Regions from separate parts of the Sus scrofa genome. Here region 2 is linked to region 1. Evidence: chromatin contacts called from public Hi-C data. All regions are on one chromosome and are shown on one strand. The core of a region is the stretch at or near the end of the contact, and the rest is flanking DNA. Distances in the headings are between cores, read along the strand shown. Region 1 has its middle 59 kb from the start of ARID5B. Region 2 overlaps ARID5B (AT-rich interactive domain-containing protein 5B).

Region 1 (6,419 bases), core at 2,915-5,414:
TGTGTATACACATATATATCACATCTTCTTAATCCATTCATCTGTTGATGGACATTTAGGTTGTTCCCCTGTCTTGGCTCTTGTGACTAGTGCTGCAATGAACATAAGGGTGCATGTGTCGTTTTCAAGGAAAGTTTTGTCTGGATATATGCCCAAGAGGGGGATTTCTGGGTCATATGGTAGTTCTATATTTAGTTTTCTGAGGTACCTCCATACTCTTTTCCATCGTGGTTGTCCCAATTTACATTCCCACCAACAGTGTAGTAGGGTTCCCTTTTCTCCACAACCTCTCCAGCATTTATTTGTGGACTTGTTAATGATGGCCATTCTGACTGGTGTGAGGTGTACCTCATAGTAGTTTTGATTTGCATTTCTCTAATAATCAGTGATGTTGAGCATTTTTTCATGTGCTTGTTTGTCCATCTGCATATCTTCTTTGGAGAAATATCTATTGAGGTCTTTTGCCCATTTTTCCATTGGGTTGTTGGCTTTTTTGCTGTTGAGTTGTATATGTTTGTATATTTTAGAGATTATGCTCTTATCATTTGCATTGTTTGAAACTATTTTCTTCCATTCCATACGTTGTCTTTTATTTTTTTTTTTTATGGTTTCTTTGCTGTGCAAAACTTTTCAGTTTGATTAGGTCTCATTGGTTTATTTTTGCTTTTATTTCTGTTGCCTTGGGAGAATGACCTAAGAAAACATTTGTAAGGTTGATGTCAGAGAATGTTTTGCCTATGTTCCCTTCTAGGAGTTTGATGGTGCTTGTCTTACGTTTAAGTCTTTAAGCCATTTTGAGTTTATTTTTGTGCATAGTGTGAGGATGCGTTCCAGTCTGATTGATTTACACGCAGCTGTTCAGTTTTCCCAGCACCACTTGCTGAAGAGACTTTTCTTCCATTTTATAGTCTTGCCTCCTTTGTTGAAGATTAATTGACCTTAGGTGTCTGGGTTTATTTCTGGGTTCTCTCTTCTGTTCCATTGGTCTGCATGTATGTTTTGGTACCAGTACCGCACTGTCTTGATGACTGTGGCTTTGTAATATTGCCTGAAGTCTGGGAGAGTTATGCCTCCTGCTTGGTTTGTGTTCTTTGACTTTGTCTTCTCTTGTGGAGAACATTCATGATTCAAATACTTAGTCCAGTGACTGTCAATGGTTTGCTGTACTATATTTTCCCCTGAGGATATACACATTAAAAATATATCAGATTTTCTTTATTTCATTTTTCTCTATTATAGTTACATTTTGAATCATATCAAAATATTATGATGTTATAGAAAGTCAGTGTTATGTGGTAGCTTAAAACCCTCTCTTTTGAGTTCCTGCTGTGGCACAACAGGATCAGCAGCATCTCTGTAGTGCTAAGACACAGATTCAACCTCTGGCCCAGGAGGTTAAGAATCCTGCACTGCACACATCTGTGGTATAGGTCAAAACCATGCTTGGATCTGATCCCTGGCTGGGGAACCGCATATGGTGAGGGGTGGAAAAAAAAAACACCACCTTTTTTTTTGGCATCAGACAGACCTGGACTACACTTTTGCACAACCTGGGCAAGGATCTTTCCTAAGCTTTCATTTTATCAACTGTAAATCGGGATAACATAATCAGTGCTCAGATGTGCTGATGGAATCATCGGCAGCCTGTTTTAGGTGCCCATCTCCTGGTTTGGCATGCATGAGGCCACCTTACCTGCCTTCTCCAGAAAGGTCCACTCTGATCTCTGGCTGCATGGCTTCACTGGTTAAATGATTCCAATATAAATGCTACTCTTGATTCACCTAGAATCTTTATAAATACTCAACTCTGAACATGAGCCTACAAGATCCACCTGGGCATGTCCTTCCTGGATACTGACCCTCATGCCCACCCTGACTGCCCAGCCAAGCACCGACAAGTCAAACCCAATTTCCTCTTGGTACCTATGTGTAGCTCCTATAGGACTCTGATCACTTCACAATCTACAGCCTAATCCAAATGCAAATTAGACTTGAGGGCCTTTGGAGAAATGGAGGTCCCCTCCACTGGAAGAATGATTTGTAAGTCCAAAATGCCTTCCTGCTCAGAAATAAGATGGCACATATAAAAGTATTGTGTAAACTGGAAAGTGCTCAATAAGTGTGGCTTAGTCCTTTCATAGTCCTCTTTGGACCTCACTGTCTGGGGAATGAACAGCAGGCAATTTCTATCTCCACTCTCAAGATGGGGAAGTCCTGCACCAGAGAGACTAAATGACTTGCTTGAAGGTATATGAATAGTTGGTGGCACAAGTGGGATTTGAAGTCAGAAAACTCACTTTTGAGTCATTATAATAGCACTGGGTACTTGGCATGTGTCAGTTACTATACGGAGTATTATGTCATTTACTTTTCTAGTCTTGTATCACTGAATACTATGAAATAGGCATTTTATAAAGGAGCAGTGGAGACTCGGAGAAGTTATTTGCTCAAACTTTTACAAAAGAACTGCAGTTAAACTTCTCAGGAGTTATTGCTGATATTTAGACATTTCACCAAAGGGGCCTGTTAGGGTATTGCCCTCACACTTTAGAGCATGTGTGCCTGCTTTCCAGTTCCAAGCTCCTGCATTTCTTTGCTTCATAGCTTCTTTTGGCCACCAAAACCTGCTTTACCTGCCTATGTGGTCAGCTGCAAACGCCCTGAAATTATTGCCTCCTAAAGGGACAACCTCATCCAAAGACTGATGACAGGTGATGTATAAATACCCAAGCTCCCATCTCTCTAGTGGGATAATTCTGAGGTGTGTGTTCTATACTGGCTCCCAGAGCTTTCTATGGAGATTAAGCTCCATTTGCCAACTTGTAGCTGGCTTATTAATACATCTCATGTCAACTGACCTCCCTCTCCTGTCTTGTTTTTCTGCACCACATCTGGGGTTTCTTTTCCTCCCAAATCAGCTGCTTCTTTTTTCTCTTTTTACAGCCACACCTGTGACACATGGAAGTTCCTGGGCTGGGGTTGAATCAGAGCTGCAGCTGCTGGCCTATGCTGGATCCAAGCCACATCTGTGACCTACACTGCAGGCTGCAGCAATGCCAGATCCTTAATCCACTGAATAATGCCAGGGATAGAACCCCTTGTCCTTATGCTAGTATGCCGGGTTCTTAACCAACTGAGCCACAACAGGAACTCCCCAAATCAGCTTCTTTCATTCATTCTTGTCTCAGGGTCTACTTCTGAGGCAACCCAAATTAAGACAGTGTTTTAAGGCTCTTTTGTTCCATCACAGCTAGATATTTTGAATCTCATGACAATCAGCAGCAACATTTAAATTGTCTTAGGAGTTAATTCTTGGTCTAGGAGTGGTTTAACCTATTCTTACACTCAGCCTTCTGTGACTTCTGTGGGATTGTTGAGAGCTGTCACCTCGGATCTCCTAGACTCTTAGTATCAAAGAACTAAAGTACCAAACTTTCTCCTGAGAGAAAATGTTCTTACTTTGCAGGAATTTACTTTGTGAGCCCCCCTGGGGCAAAGGAGACTTAGAGAACAAGGTACTTGAATATGGTATTACTTTCCTGTTCCTGAATTTTACTGTTTCAAAGGAAGTGCTTATTGCTCTTGTTGAGAAAGGAACACAATAAGCAGCAATAAGCACATACTCATGCCTGTTTTGGGTGAGCTCTACCCCACAAGTCTGAATGGGTAAAACTGGGAGCCATTCTTATCTCCTTAGAGGGCATTTTCATTTTGCTGTCCAGCAAAAGCTTACTGAACTTTCATGGGGTTTGAGCCCCAGGCTAAGCAAGGTGGCATACATACAAACCCACAAAATGGCTAAAAGGCAGAGCTGCATCTAAGGATTCAGAGATCTGGGAACAGGCAATGGAAATACCTCTTTTCAGGGCTCCTTTAGGTGGTAATACATTGTGTCTTGGAGGACAATCAGAAAAATCAAATTGACTTGGTACATTTGCTTGCTTTTAAAAATATAATCTCCAGAGGGGTGGGGTGGGGGAAATAGCCTGTCTACGGAGACAAATGGTTACCAACCTTAAAATAGTTTTTATTTTATTTTTACCCAGCCAACAAACATTCTCTTTTAGAGTCTAACCTAATTTCCCAGAGTTGCCTGGCCTATCTTTCTCCTCCAATTTTAATGTTCTCTTAAGTCTTTAAGGTCTCAGTTGGTTAATGTTTAATGTGCTCCACGACCAGTATTTGATGTTTACACTTTATTGGGCTAACCAAATTTGTAGAGCAAATTAAAAGTGTGCAGGTCTTTGGCAAGCCACATTTAGATATGTGTTGCTCAGAAACCATCTCGTTGTTCAATACGGCATGCCCCAAATAGTTTCAATTAACTGTTCTCCTTTCCTGGCAATATCTGCAATTCTCTGCATTGCTTTTGGGGAGCTATCCTTCCTAGATTTGCAAATGTCACAGCCTCAAACCCTTCTGCTGCTAGAAAGCAATTCACAGCAGAGAGCTCCACTTCTCCGTGAAGTGAGTGTCAGCAACAGGTAACCTATTAAACCAGACTGACCAAAGACCATAAAAAAGTACATTTGAGAGGGCGCAGGGCAAGCTAGGAGGGGAAGATTTTTGTGGTGGGAGGAGAGAGTAAGAATTGAAGAGTTGGTATTTTTATTAAAAAAAGAAAAAAACCCTACATATTCCAAGAAATCATGTAAGTGTAACAGCACACAGATTAGGTAAAGAGCCATTACTATAATTAATATATATTATTTCTTTTACCCCTGGGTTTAATTTCTGTCTCTTTTTTGAACAAACTGAATGGTCAAGATGGCATCATACAACAGACAGGGTTGGGGAAATAAAAGCTTGGGTTCTGTGTCCAGCTGGGTCGGACTCCCCAGTGTGATGTTGCCCCTAACGTTGCTGGGCATCTTCCCCAAAGGAAGAGAGTTGACTGTGATCTCTGGAGTGTCTTCCAGTTCAGGTATTTTGGTATACAATCCCATCTTTTGTCCCTGTCATAAAGTTCCCAGGGAGTGGAATGTGGGGCTTGCACCCATCTTCTTAAAGGACACAAGTTTCTCAAGTAGCTTCCCAAGGGACTACAACTTAACTTTCATTTTCTTCCAAGAGATTGGGGCTGGCTATTAGCAATTTGTCTCCATCTTTCTAAGCCAATATTCTCTTTCACCTTTGCTGAGAGACACCAGATTTGACACAGTGTGAGAAGACATGAAGAAGGTTCTGGGGTATAATCAGCAGACAAAAATGAGGAATCTCCAAACTGCAGGGTCATTGATGGACTTGGGGGTTCAGGTTTCCTGGGGGTCAGATTTCCTCTGTCTCCTCAAGGCTACTGAGGGAGAGTCAGGCCAGGTCCGCAGTGATAGCTGCTTTCCTGGCACAGGAGCAGTGGCGGAACCCTCATGTGTTTAACAGTTGGACTTATTTTTAATCTACTGTATTAGGAGCACAAATTTAATCAAGAACAAAATGTTACCAATGTTGTTTTTTTGTTCCCGCATATGCATATATCTTTAACACTGTTTTGCATTCCCTTGTGCTAGAAAGCTCTCCATCTGACATCTGACTTATTTCATAATTTTTTTTTTAAGTGCAAATATATGTGGAGAAAGAAGAGAAACAAGGAGCTGAATTTCCACTTAATGCAGCCCCTCTGCTTAAAGAAATAACTGCAGTACAGATTTTAACAATTAACATTCCTGCAGTGGATGTCGTTATGGATGGAGCTATTAAATGTTTTCAAACACTCCTCGGCTCAAATACACGTTCAACTTATTTTCTGTCATTTGATGGCATGGGTGGGTTGAGACATTCCTCAAAGCTTTTTTTTTTTTTTTTTCCTTCTCCAAGTCAAAGAGATCTTAGCTCCCTCCCCACCCTAACTCACCCCTTTCCTCTGCCCACCCCCCACCCCCCACCACTTGGTGCCTACTTTACTGAAACCTGACTTGCAGGTCAGCGGGCTGGTAACAGATTAATTTTACTCTGTGAGGAACACCAAGCATTTTGGCCAGGAAACATGAGAACCCTGTTATAATATTACCGTTTTTCTAAATTAAATATTAGGAAAAATTAAACCAAATTGTGGCGCATAGTGCAATGGAAAATATTTCTCTTCCAAACACTCCTCTGTGATAAATGCCTGTGTAAGTGAAAGCACAATAAATATGCACTACATTAAAAACCCAGATTATTCAGGTTTTAAGACTTATAGCTAAAAGTGGTTTAATGTTTCATGCCTAATAATAGATTACTCCTATCACATTTCTAACCTTTATTTCTCCTAGCTTTGAAGTCCAGCCATATAAAGATTGTTTGTAGAACCACACGAAAGTTAAAGCAAATATTACTTAGAATGATTCATACCAGCAAGAATTTGCAATGAAGGCAGAAGCTTTGTGTGTGTGTGTGTGTGCGTGTGTGTCTGAATCAAAGGAAATGAAATGTTTGTAATA
Region 2 (6,660 bases), core at 1,622-4,121, 170 kb before region 1:
AACCCATTCCTACAACAGAATAATATTTATAGAAAATGAAATTTGGGTTTTCAGTTCTGCCAGCTCTCTTTCATATTCAAATGCTACGTATATTCCAGAACATGTTTACAGAATTTCTCCCCTATTTCTAAATAAATACACAAAAGAAGTTCTGAAATATACACATTGTAAAGATGACTTCTCATACACCGTAATTCCCAGATGTTTTACATTCTGAATTTCTCCATAAATGAATAACATGCTAGGAAAGCAAACATGGGCTGACAGTATTTAGTCTAAGTTTTTTTGAACGGTATAACATGTGTAGCTAAAAATAATTTTCAATAACTATATTACACTATCAGGAGTTATTAAAGAACTGAAAATGAGCATTTGTAGGGTTTGCACTGATTCTCCTAAATATGGGCTTCTGGATGGTTTCCATTGTTTGGGGTTTCTCACAACCACATGGCCTCAACAACTTTCCTCTTCTATCTTCTGAGTTTTACATATATATATATATATTTTCATGTGACAAACCCATGATCCCAGTTCACTGCCACAAGTGCTCATTAACAAGCCTCACAGCCCCACAGTCAGTTTTGCGAGCTTTGAACCAGTTCCAGAACGAGGGCTACAGCAAATGGCAGCCTGGCCTTTTCACTTCTTCCACTTCTTACATTTTAAAAAAAAATTCAAAAAAAAAAAAAAAAACCCACCTCCCAATAACTGCTCCTTTCATACCTTTTATCTCCTTTATAAATTGGTAATATTCACTCATTAAATCTCAAACTTTGCTACATTCTTATGTAATGCTTTAATTCTCTTCTTCTCTGGGGTTGGCTTGTGAAATGTCTTTAATTAAAAAAGCTAAAAACACTCTAAATCTGGATGGCAGACTCATTTCCAGGGCATTCAGGCATGTTGTCTAATTTTAAAACTCCGACAGGATACATGTAAATTTATGCAAGTTTCATAAAAGTCACAATTTCCTCCTTGAAATCAAGCTAAAGAAAATGCCCCCAAGCTCTTTTCAAAAGCTGTTTGTTTTACTGGAAAGCTCATTTTGCCCATTGTGTTGGAGGTGATTATTCTCAAGAATATCCAATGTCAGAGTCCCATCAATCCACCAGGAATTAAGGAGTTCTATTTCCCTACTATTGATCAAATAGGCTCTTTGATCACTATTTTATGACTCTTAAACACAGATGGGGGAGGGGAGGGAGAAATATTATCATGCAAATTATTTTGGTAGACAGTAATTAAGAAATTATATGTTAAGAAAATCAGTCATTGTTCACATGAGTCATTAATGTGTTTTCATTCTTTGTAAAACTTTCTGGCACGCCCTTCCTTTCTTGCTTTAAATAAGCAAGGACTGGAAAATATGCATAGTATTTGGAACCCAGGGAGTGACATATTAATTCAAAGTTTGCTTGGAAGTGTAGCTTTGTGGAAACTCAAATGTGTTCCCATCCTTTTTGTTTCTACCCCTCTTCACCCAAGACTTCTCTCCAGATTATTGAATATTGGGGTGGTAAGTCTCTTTGTACTATCAGCTTCTCCAGTTAGGCTTTTTTTTTTTTTTTTTTTTTTTTGTCTTTTTGTCTTTTTGTCTTTTTAGGGCCGCACCCACAGTACATGGAGGTTCCCAGGCTAGGGATCTAATCGGAGCTACAGCTAACTGGCCTGCACCACAGCCGCAGCCACAGCCACAGCCACGCCAGATCTGAGCTGTGTATGTGACCTACACCAGAACGCACGGCAACGCCAGATCCTTAACCCACTGAGCAAAGCCAGGGGTGGAACCGGCAACCTTATGGTTCGTAGTCTGATTCGTTTCCTCTGCACCACAATAGGAACTCCCAGGTTTTTGTGGGTTCTTTTGGCCAATCCCGTGGCATGCAGGAGTTCCCAGTTCCCAGGCCAGGGATTGAACCCTGAACCACAGCAGTAACCAGAGCCACAGCAGTGAAAATGCCGGATCCTTAACCCACTGAGCCACCAGAGAACTCCTCTAGGGGGCAGCCTCTTTGAACAGTGAGGCAGGGTCTTCTCTGGGCTATGCTCTTCTCATGCCCAGAAGACCCAGTGCTTAGGAAATCTATAAGAAAATCCACAAAATGGGGGAATCAAAACCAGTTCAGCCATCATGGGCAATTAACCAATCTTTGCTAATTCTGTTGCTCCCCAGAAGCAAATCTTCACTTTGAATTAGACCTCTGCCAAAATTGGTTTTGAAAACATCTTAAATCCACAGGAAAGAGACCAAGAGCAAATGATGGAAGGCTGAGACTGGCTCCCTCATGGATTGGGACGCCTTCTAATGAACTCAGGTTAGCTTACAAATCACCAATCCCTAAAAGAGTACAAACTAAAATTACATTTGTTTTTATTGAAAGACAGCCTCAAGTGCTGACATGTAGTGTATGACATGTGATACATAATAATACTCTTAAACCAGTTCTGACATAATATCTCCGGCGGCCTAATAACCACAAACGATTACTTTAGTTAAGAACTAGCCAGAAGCAAAATAGATCCATGTAAAAGTAGCTTGAACCATAAATACCTCAACAATATTTTATGTCACTTTGTAAAAGTTAAAGAAGTCTTATAATAATTAACAACACAAACGCCATGCTCTTGACTATTGTGTGTTGCTTGTGAAAGGTTATTTCATGGTCCCGAGGCTGCCAGTGCTGTAAATTAATGCAGGCACCGAGAAGCATTAAGGAGAAATAATAGCAATTTAAACGAAGGCTGACGTAATTCATGATAAACAGTCATTGGAAAATATTACAATGTTGTCTTTTTTGAGTGGGTTTAATCAGAAGAATGTGACCATATTCTAATATAAACCACTTCTCTTTTCCATTGTGCTAGCACTTGGAATGTTGGCACTCACCCTAGCTAAGGTTCTGATTCACAATAATTGCTGAATGCAGAGCCCTAACACCTCCAGGGAACTTAACAATGTAAATTTAGTATTCCGATTGATGGAAGGAACTTCCAAGACAAAGCTCAAAAGCTCTAGGCTGCCTGGTGGTCCAAAAGAGGGGCTGAAATTTGAGAGGCACGCAGCCAGGATGCCTTAAAGAATACCTCTCAGAAAGATGGCTAAGTACTGCAAACACTGAAGAATGACTTTATTGTCCCATCTAGTAGAACCTTGAGATGTGGTATAAATCCGGCAGCTGTTCCGATAAAAGCAAACCTTTGGCACAGATTGTTCTGGGTGAACTGTAAATATAGCAGCACATTAAGAAGCAAATCTGATGACGAGACCAAACCTGCCAACTTTCAGTAATACCAAACATCGCCAGGTCAGGATCACAAAATACTGGTGGCCAAACAGATGTTCATATCTGAACCCATACAAATAAATGCTACCTTTAATCTGGGGGTTGGGGAGGGGAGATTAAAAAAAACAAACAAAAAAAAAACAAAAAAAAAAAACAGGAACATAGCCACATGGAGAGTGGACAATATTTACCTCTCTGGAATTCACCCAGTCTTTGGGAACGTAAAGAGAATAATGATATTGCTATTATCGCTGCAAAGCCTTCCGTGCTATAGAGTTCATTTAAAAGTCTTTAAGCCAACTATTGATTATCTGAGTCGATGAAAGAAAGCAAGGATAAAAGAAAACACAGAAAATCCAATAGCTGTTTTTTTTCCCACCAGTTTCTATTTCATTCATGATCCATTCTTTCCAAAGGCCATTAAGAGGAGCAAAAGTGATTTCATTTTTTCTTCTTCTCTTTTTCTCTGCCAACCTTTGGGTTGGAGGTGCTAATGAGCTGGAATACACTGAAATGAAGGCAGAGGGGGCCTTCCCAGGAAGTCAGGGACTCAGATAATGTACATGGCAGGGCTCTTGTCCCTGATCATCAAAAGTGAATTTCCACCTTCCAAAGACCATTTAAAATATCCATTATATAGCAAAAGAGACTATTTTTGACTCCAGATCTCTTTTTCCAACTGAGTCTATTTAAATGGTCCCAGAGGTCAAATATCTGGCCACTCCTTTAAAAATATTCTTTCAAAATATGATAAACAGCTTTCTTTGGCATTTATACTAATAAAAATGTATTTTATCTCCTCTTACCACACAAACCTTACTTTCTCTAAATAGTCCATTGCAAACATTATCAGTGAATTTTGCTCAGTGTACAAATATTTTATGTATTACAATGAGTAGCAGAACGCAAAACTTGCAAATATTTATTTTTAGACATATGGGAAAAAAGCAATTAGAGCTAAAAATGTGAAGAATGAAGAGCTCACTTAGAAGCAATTACATTGGACGTGCAAACTGTTCTGCCATCAAACTTTATTCAGATGCTGTAGAGCATATTAAGAAATATCAGTTGCACATACACACACAAAAGAAAATATTATTTCACAACTGAAAATATCCAATCACTATAAACAACATCTGGGGGTCATTAATAACTTACTCTGTTGCTGAATTAGCCAAAGAATAAGTAGCCTGACTTAGAATTCTTAAATTTCCATTTTTGATGAAAAAACAAAACATGACTTATATTTGCAAATATGGATGCTCTTTGGACATTTTATGTGAGAATACAAAATGTGTAAGTATAATGGTTAATGTGTGTACACAAAAGTGTGTAAGTATAATGGTTAATATGATTAATAAGGCACATGCGGTTTATGCATTTTTTTATCCTTTTTAGGGCCACACCCACGGCCTTTGGAGGTTCTCAGGCTAGGGGTTGAATTGGAGCTGCAGCTGCCAGCCTATGCCACAGGCACAGCAACACAGGATCAGAGCGGCATCTGTGACCTGAACCACAGCTCACAGCAATGCTGGATACTTTAACCCACTGAGCAGGGCCAGGGATTGAACCCAAGTCCTCATGGATACTAGTCGGGTTCTTAACCTACTGAGCCACAATGGGAACTCCTGGTTTATGCATTAATCACTATCTCCCCCTGAAGTGGTGTCCTGTTTTTGTTTTGAGGAAGTTTAAAATTGTAACATTGAGTTCCCCCTCTTTGCTCAGAGCCTTGTATGTAATTAGCATATTTTTCAGACTGGTAAGAATCTGACCATAAGCAGCATCTGAGAAGCCTTCCATTCCAAATTACTACAAAGCCTTTTGTAATGCAGCCTCACAACACATTTTAAGAACAGGCATACTGTTCAAATATACCAGCCCTGAAATAAAAGAACCAACAATTTTATTGCCACGCAAGCCACTGTACTGAAATACCCGAAATATTTATACTAATAGGAGTTGGAAAATAGTATCAGAGAACAATGCCAAAATATTTCCTCCACTCATTAATAGCAACAGTCTTTGGGGAGACAGATGCCAAAAAGCCAGCACTTTTCTAATTCTCTGGGTCCCATGACATGGTCTTTTATTACAGGTTTCATAGGGAGTCAAGAGACTGGTTGATTTACAGGCAAAGGAAAATAGTCTTCAAGACAATCCATATTTACATTTTTTTCTATTTTTCTTTTTTGGCCATGCCCAAGGCATGCAGAAGATCCCTGGCTAAAGGATCAAACCCATGCCACAGGAGCAACTCAAGCCACTGTAATGACAATGCCAGGACCTTAACCTGCTGTGTCACTAGGGAACTCCTACTTAAAAAAAAAAATGTCTCTAAACTGTCTGAAAAGTACCAAAGTTTGATTGTAAGATGCAAAATTCTTTTCACATTTCAATGTCTCTAGAATTGGTGGTCTCCCAATTAACAGCATCTTAACAATAATGCTTTTTATTTACTGACAGTGGATACAGAAACACTGTGTATCACAAACATGTTGTCTTGGATTTGATAAAATACAGCACCAAGTTGTTTGGTCTATATCAGGGGTCAGGAGATTCTTCTGTAAAGGGTCAGAGCATAAATATTTTCAGCCCTGCAGGGCACGCTTGACTCTGCCATCAAAGCTCAAAAACAGCCATGGATAAGACATAAGAGGGTAAGTGTGGTGTGGCAGTGTTCCAATAAAGTGCTATGGAGGGCCGAGGTCAGATGTGGAACCAGGGTCAACAGCACGTAGGAGAATGGCCCAGGGAAGACACTGATAGAACACCAGGCCCGATGCTATACCTGCTGAAGGCACAGATCTTGTCCCACTCTGCTACAACTCACCTACCGCAGGTGTTCAATATGAGCCACATAAGGTGGAGGCCACCAACTTTGCCAAAATTCACAAGTCACTCAGCAGACAAGGTGGAGAAACAAAGACTGTGAAGATGAGCACAGAGAACGGGGTTGGCTACCTCTGTATGAATTTCTTTCTTTCTTTTTTTTTTTTTTTTTGGTCCTTTTTGTCGAAAAATTTTGAGCACAGGTTGGATTCTGTAGTTATTATTATCATGAATCACAGGAGTCACTAGTTTACTAAAAAGCAACCCCACATGCCCTGTAGGAGTCCCAGGGTAAAGTACCCAGAGCTGGGCCAGGAAGCTCTGTGGGATGACTTCCTTAAAAGGCTCAGAGCCTCAGTCTTTTCATCTGCAAAACAGGGGTAACAATACCTCCACCTTAGTATTCTGAGATTTTAAGGAGATAATACATGTAGTAAGCGTTTAGTAAATGGTAAGTTTGACTTCCCAAAGCCCTTTCACAGAAAGGTTAATCATATTAAACACACACAGTTCATTAAATAGATAGCATTCAGGTACACAAACT

Evidence for each region. A called contact is a pair of places that touch in the nucleus more often than the background predicts.
Region 2: a Hi-C map of liver shows a contact between it and region 1, with 6 times the contacts expected there. The contact joins two enhancer-like sites. A contact is called at or near these places in 1 of 47 Hi-C or Micro-C datasets (liver) and 1 of 2 datasets of contacts at active chromatin or transcription factors (skeletal muscle).

The regions. Positions count from the first base shown.
Region 1 is chr14:65,346,141-65,352,559 of Sscrofa11.1, reverse strand. No RefSeq gene overlaps it. Among named protein-coding and RNA genes, the nearest start is that of ARID5B, 59 kb to the left of the region's middle. Within about 2 kb of position 4,164, at least 12 of the 83 cell types and tissues checked have an H3K27ac peak or open chromatin away from gene starts, as enhancers often do. A contact at or near this core is called in liver, where this site is marked.
Region 2 is chr14:65,518,077-65,524,736 of Sscrofa11.1, reverse strand. All of the region lies in intron 4 of ARID5B (AT-rich interactive domain-containing protein 5B), which reads right to left. Among named protein-coding and RNA genes, the nearest start is that of ARID5B, 110 kb to the right of the region's middle. Within about 2 kb of position 2,871, at least 12 of the 83 cell types and tissues checked have an H3K27ac peak or open chromatin away from gene starts, as enhancers often do. A contact at or near this core is called in liver, where this site is marked.